2 separate regions of the Aedes aegypti genome follow, and region 1 is linked to region 2. The links are chromatin contacts, called in public Hi-C maps. All regions are on one chromosome and are shown on one strand. The core of a region is the stretch at or near the end of the contact, and the rest is flanking DNA. Distances in the headings are between cores, read along the strand shown.

Evidence for each region. Hi-C and Micro-C count contacts between places; a contact is called where the count stands out from the background.
Region 1: a contact with region 2 is called in a Hi-C map of whole pupa, with 6 times the contacts expected there. The contact joins two enhancer-like sites. A contact is called at or near these places in 2 of 2 Hi-C or Micro-C datasets (whole body and whole pupa).

The regions. Positions count from the first base shown.
Region 1 is chr1:219,356,643-219,363,183 of AaegL5.0, reverse strand. All of the region lies in intron 2 of LOC5578520 (polypyrimidine tract-binding protein 2), which reads right to left. Among protein-coding and RNA genes, the nearest start is that of Trnaq-cug, 170 kb to the right of the region's middle. Within about 2 kb of position 2,238, at least 1 of the 3 cell types and tissues checked has open chromatin away from gene starts, as enhancers often do.
Region 2 is chr1:219,161,434-219,167,303 of AaegL5.0, reverse strand. All of the region lies in intron 2 of LOC5578520 (polypyrimidine tract-binding protein 2), which reads right to left. Among protein-coding and RNA genes, the nearest start is that of Trnaw-cca, 25 kb to the right of the region's middle. Within about 2 kb of position 3,288, at least 2 of the 3 cell types and tissues checked have open chromatin away from gene starts, as enhancers often do.

The sequences.
Region 1 (6,541 bases), core at 989-3,488, 200 kb before region 2:
GCTACAATAAATTTTGTGGAGAAGCTTTTGTAGGCTTTTTTGAGAAGCTATTGCAAGCACTCCGGAGAAGCTTTTGCAAGCTTCTTGGAGAAGCATTGGGAGCTCTTAGAATGAGCTTTAGATAGCTTCTTGGAATAGCATGTGAAAGCTCCTTGAAAAAGAATTTTTCAGCTTCTCATAGACTTTATTTTTTGGAGAAGTTTTTAAAAGCTTCTCGAAAATGCATTAGGAAGATTTATGTAGAAAATTTGTAGGAGTAGCATTCCGAAGTAGTGCATTAAAACAAAATTGTATCACAATTATATTTATTTTGATAGAAACGGTTTATTATACAATTATAACAGAAAACGTTACAAATGTTGTTTTAAATTTGTTTTAGTCAATACCGTAAAATCGGGTGTAATTGATCAGAAGGGTGAAATTGATCATCGTATCACACGATTTTATTTATTCGTAATGGAGCACAAATATCAATGTAAGCTGCAGTAAATGAACGTTGCTTGTCGTAACTATTGTAGAATTGTGTGTTGTGAAGTTTTTTGCATTAAAGAATGTTTATTACTATGAAAATAACGTAAAATTTCAAAATTTTGCACAGTGCAGTATTGACAAACAGCTATGAACTTCTAGTTTTAAACAAGGATTTGAACATGGTATAAAACTAAAAGTTTGTGAGGATGCTTGAGATATATCCCCAAACCAGATTTCATCACTAAAACTCGTACCAATTAGCTCATATGGTTGAAATAATTGAATTTCTGTTAGATATCATTGAATTCCTTAGGAAATTGCATACATTTAGGCGTTTTCCGCGTAATTCTTGAAATTTAACTATTCGTTATTTATGTAAATATTGCATTGTTAAGAATTTCACAAGCATATTCGGATTCAGGGAGCTCAAATTTATCATATAGAGTTGTTTTAGAAACTAACAATAATGGCATTGACAAGTGATCAATTTCACCCCGAAATGAGATCCTCTGATTTTTTATTTTAAAGGTATTTGATAAAACTAAAATGACATTTGTTAGAAAATTTCGGTACATAAGTCGATGAGGCTCACCTTCGTACTTGTTTTCCTGCATTTAGTTGTTTGGCATTGTTAACATTATAGAAAACAGACTAGAAAAACCGTGGAAAATGATCAATTACACCCGAAATTACGGTACATACATACTAACAGAGTTTATTCTCAAAGAATCTAAGAGCATTTGCTCATACATCATTTTGTTTAACATAGAGGAAACATGCTATACTTAAACGTGCTAACTAAGTAACAAACTCTTACAAATATGTTGTAATCCACTGCTCGGGTTTGCAAGCTTTTGAAACAAGCTTTCGCAAGTTTCTTGAAAGATGCTCATGCAAGTATCCTGGAAAAGCTTTTTCAAGCATTTTGGAATAAATTTTGAAAAATTTGAGGACAAGAGTTTGCAATCCTTGTATGAGAAGCATTTTTTGGAGATACGTTTTCATGTTTTTGAAGAATAATTACGATTTTTTTGGAGAAGCTTTTGTAATTTTTTTTTTGGAGAAGCATTAACACGCTTTTCTGAGAAGGTTCTTTGAAAAGCGCTAGTAAGCTTTCTCGAGAAGCTTATGCAAGCTTCTTAAAAATGCATTTGCTTATACGAAAAGTATTTTAAGCTTTTTCTAGAAGCATTTCTATGCTTCTTGGGGAAGCATTCATCATTTTATTTTAAACAAATGATTTTTTTAGTAGTGTGATCTAGGAATCTGATTCAAACGCCTTCAAAAACTTATCAATTACTCAAAACGTTATTTCTGTATTCTGCCGGTAGCTACAATACGATTTCCTACTGTATCCATTCCTGACTCTTCTTTTGCTTCTATTATAACTTAATGCATCCGCCCTTACGTCCCTCCAGTCCACAAACAAACCGTCAGAATGGAACCCCCTTCCGAATAGCTCACACGTTCAACTCTTTTGCCATTGACCGGAATATTATTAACACTACCGAACGGCAATGACGACTCCCAGTGCGGCACACCAATACTTGCGCGAATTTCTCTCTCGGCTCGGGGTCCAGTCGAACCACTTGATCCATTCGCTACGCTACCGGTTTTCTGACCGCCGCAGCAGCCGCCGGCCGGCCTCATGCGCGCTTCTTCGCTCAAGAATCACTCATTCGTGATTGAGTCAGCACCGCCGCCGCCTTTACCTCGCGGCCCATGCTCTCGGTCATCCGACAGAGTCTGTGTCTATGTGCTAGATACCGCACTCCATCACGCTTCGATGATTTAACACCCATACCGGAGCAGAGCTCGCACATGAAGCTAGGTGCGATACGAGTGAGCTAAAGTGACTTAAACGAATGGCTTCTGTTCGGCATTCGCTTGACTGAGAACGAGACACTCACGAGAGAGTACACGAGTGAGAACGAGCTGAATCGAGAGTGAGTGAACACGTTCAGTGGAGGCACTCTCTCTCTCTCGTTCGTCATCGCGAAACGAGAGAGAATGAAGGAACGCGGATAATCGAATTTTCAAGGTTAACTCACCGGTGAGCTGCGCGCGTAGCGCAGACAATTGTAAGGTTTCCTCAATCTCTCCGCGCGCGCTCACTCTCTCTTTCTCGGTTGCTTTTGTTTTACGACGACGACATTCCCGATTCTCGTCGTTTCTTCTGGGCCGAATACAGCTAATCTAAGTCAATTGTGGGGGCGTCGACGCGGCGGGTGTCAAGCAATCGATTGGCTTATCTTGAGCTTAGTAGCCGACTTAGTCGGCTTACCGAGAGCTCAGCTAACAGAATGTGATTTACGATGAGTGTGTCGCTCCGACTAGAGACCGGCCGTTGACTTCCATACAAGCATTATTCCAAGCGTTCGGTCGCGATCGGCTTAATGGTTTTTCGAAAACAGTCAGCGGTCGGCAACGCACATGGAATAAATTGGCTAATTTGAGGAGGATCTTTTTCGCGATTAGGAATAGGAACTCGCGCCTCGTGGAGTGAATGAATCCGTAGGAGGTCGGACCGCAATCCATGCTTTTGAACCATGTGAAGCTAATGGCTAATGGAGTTCGAAATGGGCAACAATTGACGTGATTTTGCACTGAAGAAGTTTCCTGCCGCTAAATTAGGGGGGTAATTTTCGCCTGAAACTGGTTCGGAAGGTCACCGGTTTGGAGGATTTGAGCTAATGGGGAAATTCCAGAACGGTCGAACAATTGTTGATGGTTGGATCTCTTGGGAGACTTTTAAAGATAATTAAATCATAACGATCTGTACACGTGTTCGTAATTAACAACAAAAATAAATCAGTAGGACTGTTTCGGACGGATCTGTTGCAGATTTTCCCAAAAAATCTAAATCAAATACGAACTGAAATCTGTTTTAGATTCCAACTGAACTATAGCTCTTAAATTCAAATTGGAATTTGTCTCAGATAACCATTGAAATGTGACTTGGATTCCAACTGTAGTCTGTCTTCGGTTCAAACCAGAATCTGATTTAAATTACAACTGGAATCTTCACGGAGATAAATTTTAATGGTTTTTTTGATGACCGTACGATTCGTAGTTGCTACCAGAATAACCGAAATTGCACAAGGAATCAACATACGAAACTTGGGAGTAGCTTACCATCTTCAGTGTACAATTTCGAGAACTCCAAACATTAAAAAGTCAATAACGGGGCCGGCGACTAAGATCGTCATCGGGGAGGGGAGGAATGTTAGTGTGACATCCAGTGTTACAGAAGACCGAGTATACCTCTGCATCTGGGATTTAGAATCTACATAATCTGGGTTAACTTTGGTAAGTTATTCTTCTGAACAAAATATATGTCGACACCTCTGGTGACGAACTATTCAAAGATTATAGACATTTACGTGTGATAAGTGTTGGATTCATGGAACATGATTTAAAATAGTCTTCTATCAGTCTACACGTCGAATTTTTTTTTTCTTCAAATTATTAAAACAGAAGAAGAGGCATGTCTCCTTCAATATGTGTAAGGATGAGGGTACATATATTTCACTCATTTATAATAGAAGCATGAAACGAGCTCACCAAATGATAATCCCTCGTCGACTGGGCAGCCCTAAATCACTTAAATTTCGTCATCAACACGACTGACGCATACGGGCTATTTGATTAATACGCGCTGCTTAGGCTTTACGCAGCATTCAAGTATATTTTTTTAAAGAAAATTTAGCCTAAATTGAGTAATTGAGCTAAATGGAAGTTTTTTTCTCAGATTCCGATTAAGTTTTGTTAAACATTTCTAGAAAAAGCTTTTCCAAGCTCTTAGTAGAAACTTTTTGAAGCTTCTCTAAGTACACTACCCGTCATAAATACGGACTCACTGAAATAAGTATTGCAACACTCAGCTGAATAATGAATCACCCCCAAAAAGTTTAGCATCACCTCAAAACAGGTTAATTCACATTGCTATATCTCGAGATTCTTACGACTTGCAAAGAAGCGATCTTCAGCAAAGTTGTTCAGGGGACATCCGGAAAGCGAACAGTTTAGTTCGCGATTTTTATGCTAGGTGGCGCTAGTGAGCATGTAAAATTGAGCATTTTGAATTAGTTCTAGCTTGTGATCCATAAGAGATAGAAAGTTCGGGTCTTCAGCAAAGTTGCTCAGGGGTTATTAGATATTGTTTATATCAAATGAAAATATTATATTTACATATAAGCATGTTTATATCTCACAAATAATTATTTATCATGGTCTAATTGCTTATCAAAGTGAATCCTGTGACCCAACGATCCTCTCCATTAACAAACAAACCTCCCAGTAACCTTTGTGGAGATGCAGAGGCAAACACGGTATCCAAATAGCAAAGGTTACACACTAACATTCCTTCCCCCAATCCCGTTATTGACCCTGTATAAATAGAAGCACTGAATTATCCACACTGAAGAAGATTATGGCCAATCCCAGCCGAACTTCTAGTTGATTCTTTGTGCATTTTCACTGACTTCGGTCAATCACGGAATAGCAACTATTGATATGTGTAGTCAGTCTGAGCTAAGCTAAGAAATGTGATAAAGATTTTTGCAGATATCTGATAAAGATTTCCTCAGAAATCTGATGATTTTTGCAGAAATCTGCAAGAGATTGCCTCAGAAATCTGCAAAAGGTTTCCTCAGAAATCTGGAGAAGATTTCTTCATAAATTTGAAGAAAATTTCCTCAGAAATCTGAAGAAGATTTCCTCAAAAATCTAAAGAAGATTTCCTCAGAAATCTGAAGATGTTTTCAAAAATCTGGAGATTTCCTCAGAAATCCAAAGAAGATTTTTTCAGAAATCTGAAGAAGATTTCCTCACAAACCTGAAGAAGATTTTCTCAGAAATCTGAAAAAGATTTCCTTGGAAATCTGAAGAAGATTTCCTCAGAAATCTGTAGAAGATATCCTCAGAAATATGAAGATTTTGTCAGGAAACTGAAAAAGATTTCTTCTGAAATCTGGAGAAGATTTCTTCAGAAATCTGGAGAAGATTTCCTCAGAAATCTGAAGAAGATTTCCTCAGAAATCTGAAGAAGATTTCCTCAGAAATCTGTAAGATTTCCTCAGAAATCTGCAAAAGATTTCCTCAGAAATCTTAAAAAAATTTTCTCAAAAATCTGAAAAAGATTTCCTCAGAAATCTGAAGAAGATTTCTTCATAAATCTGGAGAAGATTTCCTCAGAAATCTGTAGAAAATTTTGTCGGTAATTTAAATAAATGTTTGTTTGAAATTTGAAGAAGATATTTAGAGGAATGTGGAGATTGTATCTTAGTATTAAGTCTGTACAAAATTTCAAAACAAAATATCTTCAGAAATTATAAGCTGATGTTAGTTCTTGTGCAAATTCATGATAAAAATTCAAAAAAACCTTTTCTTAGAAACCCATAATCCTTGCTTTCTTCAAATTAAATACACAAAAAGCGATCCAGCATCATCATCAAGCTTGTCAGAAACACAATTAGCCCCACAGCAAATTGAAGATTGAATGGAGTATTTTGATTTAGACCGCATATGGGCACCCGTACACTCATTACCCAGACTTCTTCATATCTACGTACCTTCGCAAAAAAAATGCACCTCAGGCGCACAATTTAAGTTTAACATTTGGAAAGCTCCCATAAATGAAATCCTGAATTGGGTTTTAAACTTTGTGACCGATTTCAGTTGAATCCAAAGGGTGAATCATAGTCCGATTGTGAGTTTTCCATTTGGAAACATCCACATGAACCTCCAGATTTCCACTGAAGGATAAAATAATCTTCTAAGAAAAAAAAAACAAAAGACCCGCATTTCCCTCTGTCATCTGCACACTTCGAGAGACTTGCTTCTCTAGATCTTGTAACCGACGACGACTTGCCGCGAAGTTTGCTCGGCTGACATTTTGCAACAGTGAACTGACACAATCGCCAAAGGGGACAACCTTGCAATTTGAATCCATATCCTTCGTCGTCTTCATCATCATCATGATTTTGCCATCGCCGCCGAATGACAGTTGGATAATTTCTTCTGCGTTGCAATTTTCTTGGCTTCAGCCCTCGAAAATCTTTGTCGGTGA
Region 2 (5,870 bases), core at 2,039-4,538:
GAAATAATTTCGATTTATCAGATGCATCAGAAGTGATCCACCCCTTGGTTATATGTGTAATTTTTCCGAGCTTTATCATTTTCTAAATTAAGTGTGTCGATGAAAATATGTTCAAAAACATCATAATAGACGATAATCTATTGAATCAGTTCAAATTTTATGAGAACAAATAATTTTTTTATTAAATTGAATTGATTTCTAAAAATGTCCAAAGTAGCCCCTTTTTTGTTTTGAAAGACACATTTTTTTCGCTATTCAAGCAATATTTTTATTTCTTGATTGATTTGTCTCATATTTCTCACATTTGTTACGCACATATGCAACTAAAATATATGCAAGAATTATCGAAATCTATCCATAATTCTCAGAGTTTTAATTCTTCAGAGTTGAAGCATGTGGAATTTATGTCAAAAGAAGCCCCGTTTGACGGTAGTTTCGTTTCTTACACGATCACGATCTTATTAACGATTGATTTTTTATTTAATGTATAAAATATGTACTCAAAAAGAATTGAATTTCGAAAGAATTTATAACAAAAAGATATAAACTATTTGTTGAACTATCTTAAAAACCAGGGTGGACGGCTAAATCTCATAGGAAATTCAAGAGAAACAGAAAGTTAGGAATTGCATGAACACATTTCTACTCTGTACATTTATGTTTAGCCTATATTTCCAAAGGACAAATTTCTTCATCCAACGCATTACTTTTTAAGAATGGCTTCGAAATTTTGCATTAGGCGTGACATATGGCTGGTTCCTAGGGAAAAATTCTTGATCTGGCGAAACTTATGTTGGATCTTTTTAACTGAAATGTTTTCTCCAAAAACATTTACTTGTTCTCCTATAAATCTGGCTAATATTTTACATCAAATTCCAAAATTGCGACTTCCAAGCAATCTATCGAAGATTTGGCCAATAATCTCTTCTAGAATCCCGACCAACCAGTCCTTCAATTTCTTTATAGATCTTTATCCAACGATGGCGATCGCCAAAGATTCAAAACGAATCGGTATCGATCGCTATCGAAAATCACTGACTGGTTGACCGGGATTTAACAAAAATCTGGCCAAAAATACCTAAAGGACCTCGCTGGACTGGACTGACTGGAAGAATTCGCTGTAAATTTGCAGAAATCTATACAAGGGGCTTCTTAAGAACTTTGTCATAGCTCAAGGACTAGTCAAAATAGTAATCCATTTACGGCTTCAGCAAGAATCAGTATTACAGTATTATTGTTATTAAAAAAAACTCAAGAAATCCTAATTATAAGCAATGTACTAATAACCTTTTGGGACGATTCAAATATGACTTCCATCGTTTTTTTAGATTTCTAGACCCCCCCCTCCCCCATCTGTCACGCTTTTTCCAATACCTTGTACTCGTACTGTCACACTTTCGTAGACCCCCCCCCCTCCATCTAATGATGGACGTCATTTTTGGATGATCCTTTTCAGTAATATCTCGGAATAAAAACATTGAGGAAACTGGTTAATTATCGAATCGATCCCTGTTAGCCCTCTCTTTCCCATGGTAGCTCCAGAGCTCCACTGGTTTTTGACGAACTTGACACAAACCGAATTAGAGGAATACTTAGCAATATGTAGTTACTGGAATACGATTATATACTCATCAGATTAATCCAATAGCTAAATAACTGTTCCAATAGTAAAACTTTTGATAAACGATCAATTTACTATTGCAAAACAACCAAAATTTTATGAACCGATTTCGAAAAATTTAGATCATTTGTAACATTGTTTGTTAAAGTACTTAAAAAAAAGAAATAGTCGATCAGAGTCGTGGGAAACAGAGGGTTAAGATTCCAGCAAAGATCTCATTGAAATTTTGCATTGATCTAAATGAAAATCTAACAAACATCTCACCAAGAACCAGGAATCTCTAAGTACCCTTCTATAAATTATTCTTCCAAATGTCCAAAAGTTAGTACGCGATGACAGACAGTCATGAACAGTCTTAGAAATTCTTCCTAGTTTCGCCCCGTTTCGGCTATAGTGCTTGAAATTAAAACAAACCGGTATTCTTATGCTTGAAATACATAGTTTCCCGGTGTGTTCTCAAAATTCCCGGGTATTTCCCGTATTCTTCCCGGTCATTTGTAATTCCCGCGTTTTTCCCGCTTATCCCGGATGGATGGACACCCTACTGAGAGGATTCTCCTCAGAACCCTAGGGGGTTCTCTTCAGAATCTTAAGATGATTCCTCTCACTTTCTTAAGAGGATTTTCCTCTAAAAGCTCAGAGAATTCTCCTCAGAATCCTGTGGGACTAGAGTACACCTGCTTATAAGTAAGAAAAAATCTCTTATAATCGCCAAAGAATATTCTAAGAGAGAAGAATCCGTAGAGGATTTCAATCCGTAGAGGATTTCAATAGGATTCTGTGTGATTTATTAATAGAATCTTGCGAAGAAGCCCAAAAAAATTCTGGGAGGATTCTCAACAAGAATACTGAGGGGATTTTAAACAACAATTCGAAGAACATATCAACAGAATTTACTCTGAGAAGACACTTGTTGTACACCCAAACAAAAACCGGAACCACATCCCAAAGCGTGAACTGCTTGCAAAAGCAGAACAAGTTCCTTCGACTCGGTATCGATCAGAAGGGAACGCAAGAAACATCGCACAACTACACGTGGTTCTCGCCGGTTACTTTTCCCGCTATCATTCGCATTTTTTTTTATCCGTGGTTCGATTCTAGCGAAGCACAACAGTTTTTTGGTAAGGTTTTCTTTGTGCGATAATCCGTCGTCATCGCACACCACCATTGACCGCGATCATCTTTGTGAAGTGTGAGTGCGTTCGATCAAAAAATCCACCTTTGTCGCTGCCCTCTGTGCACATGTGAAGCCGCGGATGTGTGTGTCGACTGACACTGGATTATGTTTATATTACTTCAGCGCCTACTACGATGATGCGGCGATTGGGATTTTTTTTTCGTTATTTCGGCGGATAACAAGATTGAGGGAAAGAAGTGCGGGGCGATGGCTTGCTTTGTGCTTGTGTTGCACAAAAAATAAAAGTTAAAAAGGGAATAGAAGGAAAAGGGCGAAAACCGACAAAAATGCATCGTTTTGGAAGTCGATTGTCGAAGTCGTGTTATTTTTCTGCGTGGGTCGCGGATTATTCTTATTCAATTTGGAGGATTTTTTTTTCCGTCGGATGATGAAGAGTCAGGTAATTTGCGAGTACCGGGAACAAACAACAATAAATTCTTGTGTGTTTGCGCAAAACTTTGTCCGAGATTCGCGATGTGCAAAGGGAATAGTTCGCATAGGCATGGGCGTTCCTAGGTTTCCTATCAGAGGGGGGCGAGCGAACTCAAAAGATTATTCACAAAATGTAAGCAAAATCGATCTTTATACACAACGTCATAAACAAATCACTGAAAGCAGAATTGAGTCTAAAAGCGCGATCCGATTTTAATAGGAGAAATCTCGTGTAACTTTCAAAAAGACTTATGTGACAATTAAAGATTCTTTCCTCTCTCGCTCTCTTCGGTTTATAACAGTGCAATACTAAAGCTTTTGGGAAGTTTTTCACTGTAGATTGAAAAACGCAACAGAAGAGGTTAATGTGGCTTTATTGATTAAAGAGAAAGTGAACAAAGAGAGCCTCTCAATGTTAGATAGATCCCTTTACTAACATTTCCTATTTGCCAACATTTCTCGCGTAACTTTTTAGCAAGAGCTCGAAATTCTTCAGACATCCTTGAAAAGGTTTTTCCAAGAATTCCCCTCCGAGAAGTCTGACAGAAATTCTCCCAACAGAGTGTTCCGGGATTCCTGTAGAGATTTCTTGAAATGCATCCAAGGATTCCATCAAAGTTTCTTTTAGAGACATTCCTGAGAAAACTCTGAACATTCTTTCAGTATTTTCTCCAGAAATTCTTCCTGGCTTACATCCTAAGATTTTTCCAAAGTTAACACCAACCACTACTCCAAGATTCTAAGAATTTATCTCTAATCACCAAAATGGCTATATAGGTTCAAACCAAATTTCTCCATGGACTTCTTGAGAAATTCATATTAATAACAGTAAATTTTTTAAAAGCTCTCTTGTATGTTTTTTAACAAGGCTTCCAATTCTAAATATATGCTCTCAAGAATTATTTGAAAATACACATCAAACACTCTCATAGGAATTTCTCTAAAATATGTCTCAGAATTTTCTTAACATGCTGAAATTCATGAATTCCAAAAAGTAATATTTTTAAAAATTTACATATTTGTTTCTGCAGAGGAACATTTCATATAAAAATGATAGTAAAATTTGAAGAAGTATCCTTGAAAGAATTCCCGTTTGAATGTATGTAGGAATTCTAAGGAAAAAATATTTAAGTGCTTCCTATGCAAAGCAAATATCATGAATTATTGATACAGATACCAATGCCAAATAATTTAGGTAAACTTAGCTGTAATTCCTGAAGAACTCTGAAACACAACACTTTAGATATTTTTGGTTTAATTCTTGGATTATTTTCAGAAGAAATTCTTGAAAATTTTCGAGTTTATTATAACAATTTTTGAGGATTTCTTGTCAGGAAGAAATTAGTGATAAAATAAAAGAGTTGCCAGTAGAATATTACAGCAATTAGTCCATCGAAAATCTGCTCCAGATTCCGTCGGAAATCTGATCCAGATTCTTTCGGGAATCTCCTCCAGATTCCGTCGGGAGTCTGCTCCAGATGCCGTCGGGATTCTGCTCCAGATTCCGTTGGGAATCGTTTTTAGATTCCATTGGGAAACTGCACCAGATTGGGTAGAAAATTTGCTCTATATTGCGTGGAAAGTCTGCTCTAGATTCTGTCGGAAATCTGCTCCAAATTGCGTCTGAAATCTGCTCTACATTCCGGTCGAAACCTGCTCTACATTCCAGTTGGAATCTGCTCCATATTCCGTTGGAAATCCGCTCTAGATTTCATCTGGAATATGCTTCTGATTACGTCTGCAACCTGCTCCAGTTTCCGTTGAGAATCTTCTTTAGATTTCATCTGCAATCGGCTCCAGATTTCGTTTGGAATCTGCTCCAGATTCCTTCTGGAACCAGCTGCAGATTTTCGGATTTCCGGGAGGAAAATACTCCGGACTTCCGGGAGGAAAGTCCTCCGGATTTGCGGGACGAAAGTCCTCCGAATTTGCGGGACGAAAGTCCTCCGGATTTGCGGGACGAAAATCCTCCGCATTTGCGGGACGAAAGTCCTCCGGATTTCTCCAAAGAATGTCTATTTTTTCACCTGAAACTCCTTCAAGTATTTCTTCATGGTTATTTCTCAAGGAATTTATGTTGAAAAATTCCACCATGAAATAATTCAGAGATTTTTTTCAAAGACATTTTCAAGGATTTCAATAGTTCCATCAGGGATTTTCCAGAAATTTCACTACAAAATCCTCCAGAGGTTCCACCTGCAATTTCTTTATTCAGAGTTCTACCAGTGATCCCTCAAGGGACTCTAAAAAACCTTCAGGGACTTCCCAAGGAATTTCTCTTGGAAATTTTGCCGCCAAATAATTCAGAGATTCTTTTGAAAACTCCTCCAAGGATTACAATATTTCTTTGGGGCACTTCGAGGGTTTCATCAGGGAGTCCAGCAATTTCTCGAGGGATATCTCCACAGAATTCCTTCGGGAATTCGTCTAGAAACTCCTTCAGCGATTCTTCAATGAATTGATCCAGGCAAATTTCACCGCTTCATAATTTAGGTTTTTTTCGTAAAAACTTCTCCAGGAACGCAAGTAATTCCTTCATAGATTTCATCTCGACATAATGCAGATATTTTCTCGAAATTTTTGCGAGGACTTTTTCAATAATTCCCCCTGTCATTCTTCTGGAATTTCACCATTCCTCCA